3 separate regions of the Sus scrofa genome follow, and regions 2 and 3 are each linked to region 1. The links are chromatin contacts, called in public Hi-C maps. All regions are on one chromosome and are shown on one strand. The core of a region is the stretch at or near the end of the contact, and the rest is flanking DNA. Distances in the headings are between cores, read along the strand shown.

Region 1 (4,985 bases), core at 690-3,189:
GACTCTCTCCTTGCTGGTTGCTTCATGGTTTGTCAGTTACTCTAGGATGGCACTCAGATTTCTTTTGGCTCTTTCAAACCCTCCTTGTGAGGCCCCCCTAGGAGGAACCAGCACCTTCCAGGTAACTCCACTTCCTCCAAGCCCAAGTCCCCTTCTAGGGCCTTTCCTTTAATCATCCAGTTTCTGAAAACCCCAGCCTTGTGCCTCTCTTCCCTCAGCCTTAGGAGCTCTGTTTTTTTCTGGTTACTTCTTCTTCTTCTTTTTTTAATCCTCTAATAACTATTATTCAATACCTTTTCAATTCTCTATGTTGAAATACTTAGTATAACTTCTAGTGTTCTAACTGGACTCTGACTGACAGAAACTTTTTACCTGGATTAGGAAATGGAGTGGTAAGGACTGGAGTTAGAAGATTACTTAAAAGATCATTTCAATATTGTAGAAAAGAGATAAAGTCACTGAATCTGTGGCGATGATAATGCTGATAATAATAATAGCTAAGAGTATGGTGAACTTACAATATACCAAGCACCTTTCTAAATCCATTATCCCTGTACTTTCATACTATACTTCCATTTCATAGATAAGAAAACTGAGACCCAGGGAGATTTCAATTAATAAGCTCTAAGTCACACAGGTAGTCATAGTGGAGACAGGATTTAAACCCCAGTCTTCTGGTTCCAAAGTCCTTCCTTTTAACAACTAAAACTGGACTAAATTCTTGAGTTATTTCTGAGAAGGAAGCAATAATATATGAACAGTTACTCAACCAGAAGGCTCATGGAGAGGAGAGCTTTAAAAAAATACTTCAGAGACTAGTTTTGGTGACTGGAAGGATGATGAAGCTATTAATATTAACCACAAAAAAAATATTTAAAAGGTCAGTTTTGGGTGCTCAGTAGGAATAATTAATTCAGTTTTGAATATTTTGAATTAAAAGGTGCTTGAGGGACATCTGAGGATTGATGTCCCTTGAAAGTCGAATTTGAGTCAGGTCCTTTAAAGCAGTTCCTAAAAAAGATAAAGATTTCAGAGCTCTCAGAATAAAGATGGTAGATAAAGTCATGAAAACAGATAGTAATGCCTGTCCTAAAAGGGAGGCTGTAGAAAGAGTGAGCAGAGTTTTCAAGCTGCTAAGTATAAATCTTATGGCTCTCTTTTCTACACAAAGAATAGCAAACAGTCTTCGAAGAAATATATATTAAGCCGTAGAATAGAGACACGGGGGCTGAAAGCAAATGTATGCGGTAAAAGACACAAAGCAAAGTATGAAATTATTCAAGTTTTGGGGGCTTTTTGAGGAAACATAAAGGAGAGGGAATGGGGAGATAAAAGAGAGTTTAAAACAAAATGCTTTCCTTCCTACACTGAAATGCAGGATCTTCTAGATTGATTTTTTGGCTTAGAGTGATTTGGCGGCAGAGAATGGGATGACATCAGCAAACCAATCTCTAGCCCAGCAGAATGAGTCACATTTCGTCTGTTTTCACTTGATTAAAATATTTTACATTTGTTAAGCTTGGAAAAAAAAAAAAAAAAAGTCAGAGGAAGCCATTGAAAGGGGAAAACTGAAAGTCCAAATATGGTTTGTTTCTGACTCACCAGAATTGCAGCATCATAAGAACTAAAAATTTTTACTTAAAGAGACATTTTTTTAGAAAAAACTTCCATCCAAGAAATAATTCCACAAATTACGTAAGAGTGCTTTACAGCTTTCTTAAACTTTTAACTTAATATCAAACAGAGAAAAGCCTATGGAAGGGTGACCTTTTAGAATACTTTTAAAAATGTAAAGATGTCAACTGTAGAAAAAATGGGTAATATTTAAATATCATCTGGTCTTTATCATTTATTTTGTTCAGAGTAGTAGAAACTTCCCGTTTTGATGGTTCAAATGTGCCTAAACATTTGCTTCTTTGGAACAGAGCAGGCAGGAAAAGCAGAGTAAAGGGGTGGGGGTAGATGTGCTTCTTTACAGGGATCTCTGCCAAGCAGTCTGCAAACAATCCATTTCCTGGCAAATGTCCGTTCACTGGTTTGTCCACAATTTTTTTTTAACTATAGTTGCTAATACTAATCTACAGAGCTCTTAACAACAAAAGAGATTTATAATTACGCAGAATTCACTTGGAAAAGAAATCCATTGCTGCTGACTTTAGGCAGTTATTTTTCTAAGCATATGAATTATCATGAGCCTCAATTAGATAAGCGAAAGAAGTCATTTTCTTTTAAAGAATGAGGCACTGCAAAAACCTGAGTTATTACTTGTTTAATAGACCATAACATGCAGAGACCATCTACAAATAGAAATAACATTGTTTGGTGCCATTTCCTATTAAGAAAATGTGCTGCTTTCCAAGATTTCATGGTTCTTCATCCTGAAGTGACATTAATTAAATATTTTTCATCAGTAAAACTTATCAAACTTTTCATCAACCAGTGGGTGGGTCTCTCTAAATGTAACCAAAGTCAATATAGAAAAAATTTGAAAAATTAATTCACTTAGTTTAAAACAATGTCAACACAAATTTAGATGATAAATGCCACACTGTTAAAAATGATGATGATGATGGTGATGTGATAGATAAGAATTAAGATTTACGTCTTAGGATGAGTTCTTACAGGAGTTCCCACTGTGGCACAGTGGGTTAATGATCTGGCTTGTCTCTGTGGTGTTGCTGGTTTGATCCTCAGCCCGGCACAGTGTGTTAAGGGTCTGGCATTGCCACAGGATTGGATTCGATCCCTGGCCTGGGAACTGCCATATGCCACATGTGTGGCTGAAAAAAAAGGGGGGAAAAAATGAGTTTCTACTTATTATGAAAAAGGCAAAGACTCTAATAGAAAAACTACAAACAGGCCATACACAAAAGAAAAAATACATAAGAAAATATCAGGCTTACTAAACATCAAGTAATAAACAGTTAAAAACAGGAGTTCCCATTGTGGCTCAGTGGTAATGAACCTGACTAGTATCCATGAGGCCTCAATCAGTGGGTTAAGGATCCAGCGTTGCCATGAGCTGTGGTGGTATATTGCAGATGTGGCTCGGATCTAGCATTGCTGTGGCTGTGGTGTAATGTAGGCCAGCGATTGCAGCTTCAATTCAACCCCTAGCTAGAGAACTTCCATATGCCACAAGTGTGGCCCTAAAAAGACAAAAAAAAGAAAAAAAAAAAAGAACAATGAGGTACCATTTATATTTCATATTGACAAAAATTAAAAATTAAAGTACCCAGGGGAACTCTGGGAAGATGACAGAAGTAGGGACACCATCGTTTTTGGATCTTCTATAAAATCTATATAAAAATGGACAAAAGAGCTAGAGAGTAAAACAAAAAACCCATGGACAACATTTACAACAAAATTAGACAGCAATATACAAGTGTGTTGGAACAAATCACCAATAGCCTCTAACCTGTATGAGATGGGAAACTGTGCAGGAGAAAGTCAGAGAAGGCCAAGAGGTATCTGATGGATTGGACAAATAAGACAATCCCAAAATTGCTGCCAGCAAGTATTCACTGAAAACTCTGGTAGCCTGATTTGAGACCAACTGCTTGGGGGAGGGGAGGTGTACAGTGACAGTGATCCACCCAGGTGGAGAGGATTCTTTTGTCATTGACATTGTTTAGAATTGGCAGTGGAGACTACTAATATAAAGCAGACCAACTTTTAGCAGCTCATTTTTAAAAATTCTCCATAGACAATTCTCCTTTTGAGTCAATCTACTAATCTCTACTGGCTCTTGTTAGATTGACTGAATGATTAACTAACTCATTCATTCATTCAGTATTCTTTTCTCTAGAGGCTAGGGGATGGGAATTTAAAGCTGAGAAAACTAAATACCTGCTGTCTTGACCTTTCAAGACCTAGTATGTAAACAACAAACAAAAAACGATAATGTGGAGTTCCCGTCGTGGCTCAGTGGTTAACAAATTCAACTAGGAACCATGAGGTTGCAGGTTCGATCCCTGGCCTTGCTCAGTGGGTTAAGGATCCAGCATTGCCATGAGCTGTGATGTAAGTTGCAAACACAGCTCGGATCCCGTGTTGCTGTGGCTGTGGTGTAGGCTGGTGGCTACAGCTCCAATTAGATGCCTAGCCTAGGAACCTCCATGTGCTGCAGGAGCAGCCCTAGAAAAGGCAAAAAGACGAAAAAAAAAAAAAAAAAACCAATAATGTGATTAGTGCTACAGTAAAGGTTACACATGTCATTACAATTAAACAGTAATCACACTGGAGGGCAGATATTAGGATTCTAAAGAAATAATGATATAATAATGCAATTCATTAATATCACAAACTCCAGAGTCATGCAGCCCTAAATTCTGAACTTTGCCACTTACTAGCTGTGAAGTTGGTGAATTATCTAGGCTTTCTCAGTCTCCATTTCTTTAAATAGGGAAAATAGTAATACTACCTCAGAGTGTTATTAAGGATTAAATAAATCTGATAATACTCTGGGCCTTTAGCATTTTCTATGATACAATGTGTATACTTGAAAATGTACATTTTTATTACCATTCAATGGATCTAACAAAATCTAAATTAGCTGGAGGGAAAGGGATGGGCAGATGCATGGGATATTTCACTGATCAGTGAGGATCAACATGAAGAAACTGATGATGTTTTCCTGGAAAGAGTGTGAAAAAGAAGAGGGTGGAGGAAGTGACAGCAAGCATCTATGTGACAATACTTCATTGGGCCTGCCTAATTTAATAAAATAATTCTTTTTTTGTCTTTTGTCTTTCTTTTAGGGCCACACCTGTGGCATATGGAGGTACCAGGCTAGGGGTTGAATCGGAGCTGTAGGCACCAGCCTACACCAGAGCCACACTGTCTGCAACCTACACCACAGATCACAGCAACACTGCATCCTTAACCCACTGAGCAAGGCCATGGGTCAAACCTGCGTCCTCATGGATGCTAGTCAGATTTGTTTCCACTGAGCCATGAGGGGAACTCCAAATAAAATAATTCTT
Region 2 (4,985 bases), core at 799-3,298, 120 kb before region 1:
GAAGGACACGACAGATTTTGTCAGTCTAGAGGACAGAGAAGGATGAAGACATAGTTCTCTTTTCAATTAATAATGGGAATAATGCTAGTGGTCCTTTAGAATCAAATGGAAAAAATAAAATTCCAGTGTTCAGAACTAAGAACTACAAATAACTTGAAGCAGCACTTTTTAAAAATGATACTTTGAATTTTCCAACAATTCCCTGTGGATTTCTTAGTTTTATTGTTATTCATAGCAACATTGCATGCCCTCAGTTGCTCTCTACAGTCAAGGGTCAACATCTGAACACAATTTAAAATCACAACCATAAATTAATAATGTAATATATCATCCCAAAGATGATATTGGACAATGCACACAACTCACTCTGCTCATGCCATCTGGTCCTGGGTGAGACGGATGTCCAGGAGGTCCTGGGGCACCTGGTTGACCAGGAACACCTGGTTCTCCATCAATTCCCTGAGGACCACGCGGACCCTGGAAAACAAGCAAGTAGAAGTTAGAACCCATTGCTAAATACGTACTTAGTAGGAGTTCCCGTCGTGGCGCAGTGGTTAACGAATCCGACTAGGAACCATGAGGTTGCGGGTTCGGTCCCTGCCCTTGCTCAGTGGGTTAACGATCCGGCGTTGCCGTGAGCTGTGGTGTAGGTTGCAGACGCGGCTCGGATCCTGCGTTGCTGTGGCTCTGGCGTAGGCCGGTGGCTACAGCTCCGATTCGACCCCTAGCCTGGGAACCTCCATATGCCGCGGGAGCGGCCCAAAGAAATAGCAAAAAGACAAAAAATAAATAAATAAATAAATAAATAAATAAATATGTACTTAGTAGAAAACAAAATGCACAGACTTCTCAATGGAGAAGTGTTTTCGTTATTTTTTAAATGACTAGCCATACTGTATGATTCCAACTCTATGACATTCTGGTAAAAGCAAAACTATTGAGACAGCAAAAGGTTGGTGGCTGCAGGGGTTAGGGTGAGGATGTGGGGGATGAATAGACAGAGCACAATGATTTTTAGGGCAGTGAAAATACTCTTAAGATACTATAATGGTATACACATGTAAATATACACTTGCTTGAAGACACAAAATATATAACACCAAGAGGGAACCTTAATGTACACTATGGACTCTGACAGGGGATGTTGATAATGGGGAAAGCTATGCATGTATGGGGGCAGAGAGTATATAGGAACTCTCTGTACTTTACCTTCAATTTGATGTAAACCTAAAACTACCTTTAAAAAATTGTCTTAAAAAATAGCAAGCCAGCCCCCTACAGTATGTTTCATCAGCTATGCCAACATTGCAGATTTCAGCACTGGTTACAGCCTCTACCATCAGAACATGGTATATTCTGTGTAAGAATTTTACTTTTGATGTGTTAAATCCCCAGTAATCATTCTTCTTGGAAGACTGAATTCAGTTCATCAGTATTTTATAATCAGCTTGCTTATTTGGTTGAGTTTTGCTCTTCAAGAATATCTAATCAACATTGTCTTTTTCTTTTTTTCTTTTTTTTTTTTTTTTTGGCCATGCCCATGGCATACAGAAATTCCTAGGCCAGGAATCAAACCTGTGCCACAACAGTGACCTGAGCCACAGCAGTGATAATGCTAGACCCTTTAACCACTCGGACACCAGGAAACTCCAACAATTTCTAAATTCATTTGTCTGTCTTAGATTAAATTAACTTTGTATGTGCTTGCTTAATCTCTCCTCACTTATAAAAAGAATGTGATGGGTTCCTGATCGGGGTTTGTGGTTTTTCTCATCTTTCTAATTTTTTAATGCTTCACATATTTCCTGGCTGATAGTAGACATTCAGTATATGCTTATTACATTTTCACATTTCAATCCTCTTTACCCTAGTACTTGAAGTCTGGCACGCTTTATTTTCCCTACCACTCCCAAAGGTAGACCAGAGCAATGAGAAGGAGAGGGAAAGGCATGGGGACTCTGCCAAGTCTAGTTCTCAGGGAAGTGAGCAATGAGCGTTAGCTGCCAAATTCCACCCTCCTCCTAACCCACATTCTGAAGGCAGCTTGGGGAACAGCCACGTCCTCAGTTCTGGAAAGGCTCCGTCTCCTAACCTCATCATTCCCATAAGACTTGTTAAGTATTTGCTGGCTTTTTAACCCTGGAGATTCTAAACAGGAAGAAAGAAAGGAAAGAAAGGACTAAAGAACTCAAAATCCAATGTGATTTTACTAAATAGAAGCAGGGATCAAGAAAAATATGGTAAGTGAGTTAGAGTTTAATAGCAAAAGAAGCTTCTTATGCTTAAGCATGAGAATATCTACATAATAAGCCAAAATGACCTGATACAGCAGAGGGAGTAAATATGGGATAAGCAGAGGGGGCAGTTTGTATAGGATGTTTGGGGGCATAATAGCTATTGAGAAATTTAACTAATATATTTCAATATATTCAAACATTTATGTTTGACATGTTTACTTTCTGGAGTAGTGGAATAATTCAGCTAATTTATCTATTCAAATAGAAGTAGGTAACTTAGCCTAAAAAAGCTCACATTTTCAAAACTAATTTCTCAGAAAATTATTCTCACCCTTTAAAAATCAAGACCCTTCTGACTGCTAAACCACTAACAAATCACTGCACTCTTTTTTCATTATACATAATGGAGGCTAATTTTTAATTGCTATATAGGACTTCTGAATCATATAAATGTGACACCATGAGCTGGAAATGTATATTGGCAATAGTCCAGCCTACTCACAAAACCTTGTGTGGAAAACTCTTAAAGTATTTTTAAAGTGTGAAACTGATCATTGATAACCAAGTATTGTTAATATTGAGAAAAATGAGATAAAAAAATAACAACAACAACAAAAAAAGAGCTAAAACAATCTCTGCTCCCAAAGAGATTTCCAAAGACAAAACCAAAAACAACATTTAGTGTCCGTGGGAGTAGAGAGAGGTTTGGCTAATATTAATCCTCAAAAACGTATGTCCTTTTTCCAGTTCTCTGTGATTAATGATCATGTTTAAAAGTCTGCTCTGAAGACAGCTCACTTTCTCACTGGCTTCATGATGCATTCTGTGCCTCCATGGTATCTCCTCTAAATAGCTTACATGATTTACTTCCATACAAATTGAGATTAAAATCAATAAAAACTTGTTAAAGTTATCAAAATTAAGTGAGCATAATGAGCATGATTATAAGAGAAAATAAGAAAAAATATTATATATTTTACTGATAAAACTTTAAAACAAAAATTATGTTTAGAATACATTAAAACACATACTTTCATATTTCCAAGTGATCTGATGCACATAAGTTTTATATTAAGGTGAGTGTTCAATGTATAATTATTCCTTCCCATCCTCCAGAATATTCCCAGTATCTCAGGCAGCAATCCACGATAAAACAGAAAGTACTTGTAGATTGCCACTAGGTGGCGACTTTAAACAGTCCCAAGTAGAAAAGACTACTAATGATGTTAGAGTTAGTAAGAACTGGTATATTTCCACTTTTACAGATGAGGAAACAGATCTATAGAGGTTAAGTGTCCTGTAGAATTAGAACTCAGCACACCATTGACTGTCCACCTCCTGACAGGTTCCTAGTTTGTCTCTATGAAGTTTCCAGGACAATACACTTAAAACTAAGGACATGCTGAGAGCCAATCATGATGATAACTGGTTAGTAATAAAGGCTTCATGAAAGTATCACTACATCAGTAGTTATTAATCTTAAGCACTTTCCACCCCTCACCAAGGGACATGTGGCAACACCAAGAGGTATTTTATGAGGGAGGGGGCAGGTGCTGCTACTAGCATCTAAAGGGTAGAAATGAGGAATGCTGCCAAGTGTCCTACAATTCATAAGGAATTATCTGGCCCCAAACATCAATCGTGTTAAGAAATTGTGTTCTACTGTGTGAAGTAGTGGTTGATGGTTATGGAAGTAAGGGGAGAAAAATCATATTTATGATAACAGCACCAGCTTATATTTTGCTGGCCATATATCTCTTGTCCAGGTAGACAAGTCTTGGGACCTGAGATAAAGCATTCTACCTGTATGTGTTTTATGACATCATTCCAGTATCTTGAAAACAGCCATGGTGGGAGTATTTACACCAGGGAAATCAGCAAAAGCTACAGGCACATTTTTTAAAATGAGTCAGTTACTAAACACCATCACACGACTGTTTGCTAGGATAAGAGAGGGACAGATTTCCTACTTGGGTGTCTGCCAGGATTGCCTTGCTCAATTCTACATAAATAACTATTCCTCATTCTTTTCACGCACACACACACACACACACACACACACACACACACACACTTCACACTGACTGTCTCAGGTCTAATCAAGATAGGAAATGGAGCATATCACTTACAAAGAGAAAAGAAGAGAAGGGAAGGGAAGCAGAAAGGAGGGGAAACAGAAGAGTAAGAGGAATAAGGAGTAGATTCACTGAATCCTAACAAGAATTTCTGGAAGTCCAATCACTGTTTCCATAGCAACTTCCGCCTAGACTTAGGACTCAGTTTTATCAATTATTCTGTGCACATCGACACACAGTGTTGTCTACATGACCACCTACCTCTACCCAACTGAAGTCACCTTCCAACTATCTGTCATCCTGGACACTGGACAGACATCTGAAGAACTACCAACAGTGTTTAAGTTACCAACATAGGCAAGGCAACTCAGCAGAACAGCAACGAAAAATGGGACATAAGGTAATCGGAACACAGTACTGCTGCCCAACTACGTGGCTGTGCATTACTTCCCTGGGGCCACTGCAAATACCTTCCATAACTCCAGCTGCAGTTTGGAAAAAGTATTGGCATCAACCTATACTTGGTGAAATGTGTAGAAACAAAAAATAATATCAAGGATGAAACCAGTGGCAAGCATTCCTAGCAACATAATCTAAAATAAGGCGTTTCCTTGTTTATATATTTAAGGTTATTTGTTGCTTCCTTGCTCATCTATTTCTCCCATTTAGATAT
Region 3 (4,985 bases), core at 938-3,437, 100 kb after region 1:
TATAAGAAATTGCCAAACAACTTGCCAAAGTCCTATGATGCAGTGACCCCCACATCTAGATATTACCCAAGATGTAAACACATATACAGGAGTTCCCATGATGGCGCAGTGTAAACGAATCTGACTAGGAACCATGAGGTTGCAGGTTCAATCTCTGGCCTCACTCAGTGGGTTAAGGATCCAGTGTTGCCGTGAGCTGTGGTGTACGTCACAGACATGACTCGGATCTGGCGTTGCTGTGGCTCTGGCGTAGGCTGGTGGCAACAGCTCTGATTAGACCCCTAGGCTGAGAACCTCCGTATGCCACAGGTGAGGGCCTCAAAAGACAAAAAAAAAAAAAAAGACAAAAATAAAAATAAAAATAAAAACATATCCACAAAATGACAATCACATGAATGTTTTACCACCCTTATTTATAATAGCCAAAATCTGAAACAATGCAAACCTATCATGAAGAGAATAAAACAAACAGTGGTGATGTTGAGCATTTTTTCATGTGCCTGTTGGCCATCTGTATATCTTCCTTGGAGAAATGTCTATTCATGGACTTGGAGAATAGACTGTGGTTGCCAAGGGGGAGGAGGAGGGAGTGGGATGGTTTGGGAGCTTGGGGTTAATAGATGCAAACTATTGCCTTTGGAATGGATTAGCAATGAGATCCTGCTGTATAGCACTGGGAACTATATCTAGTCACTTATGATGGAGCATGATAATGTGAGAAAAAAGAATGTATACATGTATGTATAACTGGGCCACCATGCTGTATAGTAGAAAAAAATAACGTATTTGAGAAATAATATAAAAAAAAAAAACAGTGGTACACTTACATGATGGATGCTGCTTAGCAACTAAAAGGAATGAACAATTGATATACACAACAATGTGTATGAATCTTCAAAACAAGTTGGGTCAAAGACACCAAAGCCAAGAGAGTACACACTATATAATTCAATTTATTTGAAGTACAAGAACATGCAAAGCTAATCTACACTATCTGGTATTTGGAAGAGGTAGGAAAAAGACTAGGAAGGAGCACAGGGAAGCTTTCTGGGTGATGGAAATGTTCTGTATGTTGATTTGGGTGATGATTACACAAAGTTGAAAAACTTCTGAACTGTACACTTAAGATTTTCACATGTTAAGTAAAGTACACCTCTATTTTAAGAATTAAATAAAGATAGGAAAAAAGTCTAAACAATAAATCAATTTAGAAATTATTCACATTCCATTAAATATCAAAGAATCTGGATTCAGGATTAATTTATGGATTAAGGCTTAGGTACTCTTTTTTTCTGGCCTACTTTCTGGTCAGTGCTTCACATTGATAACTATGTTTATGATATATGCATTTGTGTCTGTATTTTGCCAAACTGAAATATCAGTATTTAAACTATACTAAATAACCCCCTCATGCAAACATGCACACACAGAAATAATCCTTTCTGGCAGCATTATGAAATGTTTTTTGACATCCCTCTTTTAATTAAATAAACCATATGTCTCCAATTATCAGTACTATAAGCTTTCAAAATTATGGGAGTAATCTAAATACTTTCTTCAAAAAATTGAACATACAGAGAAAGCTTAGATTAGAATCATGATTTTTATCTATTTTAAGAGACTAGAAGAGCAGAAGGGGTTACAATCTCATCATATTATGCAACTCTTCTGCTCCAATATATCAAAAACTTGATGAACCAAGGTCATGCAGGACAGCTGAGAAGGAATCAAAGTAAACAATGTACCTTGTCGCCAAGAAAGCCTGCCAATGTGAGATTAGAACTCTCCATCCTAACAAAAAAAAGCATCTTTGGAAAGTTCCTACAACATTTTATGACTCATAGATATTCCCAGAGGTTCCTGTTTCCATTCTGCAGTAGACAGTGTTTGAAGACGTGCAGTTCTCGTCAACTGTTGTTCTTAGGCAACTTGGCTAAAATATCTGTTTAAAAAACATTTGTTGGAAAGATGATATGTTTGGATGTTTTCATCTTTTTAAACCAAATTCCAGATTTTAAATTTGTTTAACTCTTAATTCGATGTTAACATAAAGACTGGCCTAAGAAGAATCACTATGTTACATAATATCTATTGTGAACTCAGCAATTTTCCCATTTGAAAACTCCAAACCAGAGGGTATATATTCTTGGCATAGCCCCCCCTGCATATCCTTCCAAACTGCCTCCAGATCCCTGGCTCCGTATTCAATAGTTCTGGCTCTGATCTTGGCCACCCAGTTCAGTATCTCACCTTGGCTTCCACTTTGACCAAAACTGCCAAGTCACCTCCCAGCCCACCAGGACTTGATTCCTGGCTATTCTCCACTTTTGTCTAACCCCAGTTCTCGCTTTCCATTCTAAGTATTGAACAATACTCCTGAGCTCTTTTCTCTACATACTCTTTTAATTTAACTGTACTTCGCTCATTTACAGATTAGCAGTCTTCACCTCCAAGGCCTATTCTCTACTCTTAGCTGGCTCCTCCACTTTCTCTTCTTTTCTCCCCAAAGTACCAAACAATAAACCACCTAGTTCTAAATAGCATCCAAAATCCATACATGGTCTTATTGGTTTGTTTCCTGACAATATGATGATATGAACATGAAAGAAGGCATAATATTATAAAATGTTTTAGCATTATCCCAATAAGTGTTATTCCTTCATTTAATAGGCATGTTAATGGAGGGCGACCTGATCTCTCTTGACTCCTTAAGTGACTCATCGCTGCTCCACTCCCTAGTTCAGTCCTTCATCTCTCCTTTACTCTTGGCATTTCCCACACACATGCTTCCTTTGAAAAGGCAGTTCTTCTCCCAGATCCACACTCATCCCTCCCTTGATTCTGTTGTGGATCAGACTCTACACAGATGTGGCAAACTGGGTCCAGCCCAAACACATGTTCAGTTTGACTTACATAGCATTTTAGACTTTTTTCAGTTAGTTGACAACATTTAAAAATTGGAAGAGTAAGCCTAAAAGTAGAAATTTCTAAAGGAAATGAACAAAGGATACCAACAGTATATCTGCCCTCCCATCTTCATTGCAGCATTATTCACAATAACCAAAATATGTAAACAACTCAATGGATGAGTGGATAAGAACATGTGGGATAGATAGATAGATACATAGATACATAGATAGATAGATAACCAGATATACACACACACAGAGTGGAATATTATTCAGCCATGAGAAAGACAGGAATCCTGCCATTTGCTAAAACATGGAAGGATCTTACAGGCATTATGCTAAGAGATATAAGCCAGACAGAAAAAGACAAATACTCCATGGTATGCTTGTATGTGGAATCTTTAAAAATAAAGGATTAAACTCATAGAAACATAGAACAGAAAAGTGGTCATCAGGGGCTGGTGGATGGGGGAAATAGGGAGACGTTGGTAAAAGGGTACAAACTTTCAGCTACATGGTGAATCTAATGTGTAACAATTAGATTGGTAAGATGGCACAAACTTTCAGCTATAAGATTGATAAAACTTTATTGTATAATTAAAATTTGCTAAGAGAGTAGAACTTAAATGTTCTCACCAAAAAAGATGAACGTGAGGTGACACGTGTGTTAATTAGCTATACGGATGGGGGAATCCTTTCACAATATATATGTGTATCAAATCACCGCAATGTACACTTTAAATACCTTCAATTGGAGTTCCCATCATGGCTCAGTGGTTAACGAATCGGACTAGGAACCATGAGGTTGCAGGTTCGATCCATGGCCTTGCTCAGTGAGTTAAGGATCTGGCGTTGCCGTGAGCTGTGGTGTAGGTTGCAGACACGGTTCGGATCCCACGTTGCTGTGGCTCTGGTGTAAGCAGCAGCTACAGCTCTGATTGGACCCCTAGCCTGGGAACTCCCATATGCCGTGGGAGCAGCCCTAGAAAAGGCAAAAAGACCAAAATAAAATAAAATCAATATCTCTCATCCTACAGGGTATCTATCCACATGGCCTTCAATCATTAAGTCTAGAGTGAACATCTTGAAAGCATGGCAACTAGGCTCCAAAAGGCAAGGACAAGGAAACTGCAGGCCCCTTAACGATGATACAAAGGCCCTGAAGGCCTGGACTAGAACATGCCTGAATGTCACTTTTGCCACATTGTATTAGTTAAAGCAAGTCAAAAGTACAGCCCATTTCCAAGAGGAGGGAAAATAAACTTCATTTCTTATTGTGAAAAACAGCATACATGTAGAGGCAGGTGAGGTATTGATGCACCCATCTTTGGAGACTACCAAAGAATTTAGTAAGGGATAAAAGTAAAACAATGATGACAGTCAAGCATTAGAATTATGGTATGAATAAAATAAAGGTATGAACAAGAGAAATATGAAAGGAGCAGCAGGCAGAAATATTTCTCATAAGAAACATGGAACTAAAACAGTTGTTTCAACTATGACACATAAACTGAGATATTTGAAATAAGTGGTTTTTAAAAATTAGACATTAGAAATGAGTTAAGCATTAACTACAACTACATGAAGAAAATGAATAAGAAGTGAAACACTCCAAATAGAGGCAAGATTGTGGAATAGAGAGGTATGGAGCACAATGAGAGCCAGAAAATGCAAGCACTGCGGTATTAGTGGAGCAAGGCTATTTGTGGATGGACAGGCAGGCTTTCTGTCAGGCAGCTGTACATAAAGATCTGAAGCTTTTTGAAGAGGTCTAGACTAGAGATAATGGATTTGGGAGTCTTCAGAACATAAATGGTGCCAGAAAGACAGAATATGGTAGGTTGAAATAGGGTGGTATGGAAGAGAAAATATAGTGAGAAGGGCATAGGACCAGGAACAGAGCTCTGGAAATCACCAATATTTAAGATTTTGCACAGGAGACATGAGAAATAACAATAGGAGGAGTAGGATGATAATTTATTAGAGAAGTATATAAGAAGAAAGAGGGAGTTTTCAGGAAAAAAGGAATAGTCAACAGTGTCGACTGTCACAGAATATGACCAAGAAAAGCCAAAA

What was found. A called contact is a pair of places that touch in the nucleus more often than the background predicts.
Region 2: a Hi-C map of skeletal muscle shows a contact between it and region 1, with 3 times the contacts expected there. The contact joins two enhancer-like sites. A contact is called at or near these places in 3 of 47 Hi-C or Micro-C datasets (embryonic fibroblasts, skeletal muscle and subcutaneous adipose tissue) and 1 of 2 datasets of contacts at active chromatin or transcription factors (skeletal muscle).
Region 3: a Hi-C map of skeletal muscle shows a contact between it and region 1, with 5 times the contacts expected there. The contact joins two enhancer-like sites. A contact is called at or near these places in 4 of 47 Hi-C or Micro-C datasets (embryonic fibroblasts, fibroblasts, heart right ventricle and 1 more).

What each region holds. Positions count from the first base shown.
Region 1 is chr15:93,788,037-93,793,021 of Sscrofa11.1, forward strand. It overlaps a transcript of COL5A2 not described here. Among named protein-coding and RNA genes, the nearest start is that of COL5A2, 32 kb to the left of the region's middle. Within about 2 kb of position 1,940, at least 32 of the 83 cell types and tissues checked have an H3K27ac peak or open chromatin away from gene starts, as enhancers often do. A contact at or near this core is called in skeletal muscle, where this site is marked.
Region 2 is chr15:93,668,938-93,673,922 of Sscrofa11.1, forward strand. It overlaps COL5A2 (collagen type V alpha 2 chain), which reads right to left. Exons shown (of 54, transcript NM_001105289.1): 7 at 367-477. Among named protein-coding and RNA genes, the nearest start is that of COL5A2, 87 kb to the right of the region's middle. Within about 2 kb of position 2,049, at least 17 of the 83 cell types and tissues checked have an H3K27ac peak or open chromatin away from gene starts, as enhancers often do. A contact at or near this core is called in skeletal muscle, where this site is marked.
Region 3 is chr15:93,891,069-93,896,053 of Sscrofa11.1, forward strand. It overlaps a transcript of COL5A2 not described here. Among named protein-coding and RNA genes, the nearest start is that of WDR75, 87 kb to the right of the region's middle. Within about 2 kb of position 2,188, at least 18 of the 83 cell types and tissues checked have an H3K27ac peak or open chromatin away from gene starts, as enhancers often do. A contact at or near this core is called in skeletal muscle, where this site is marked.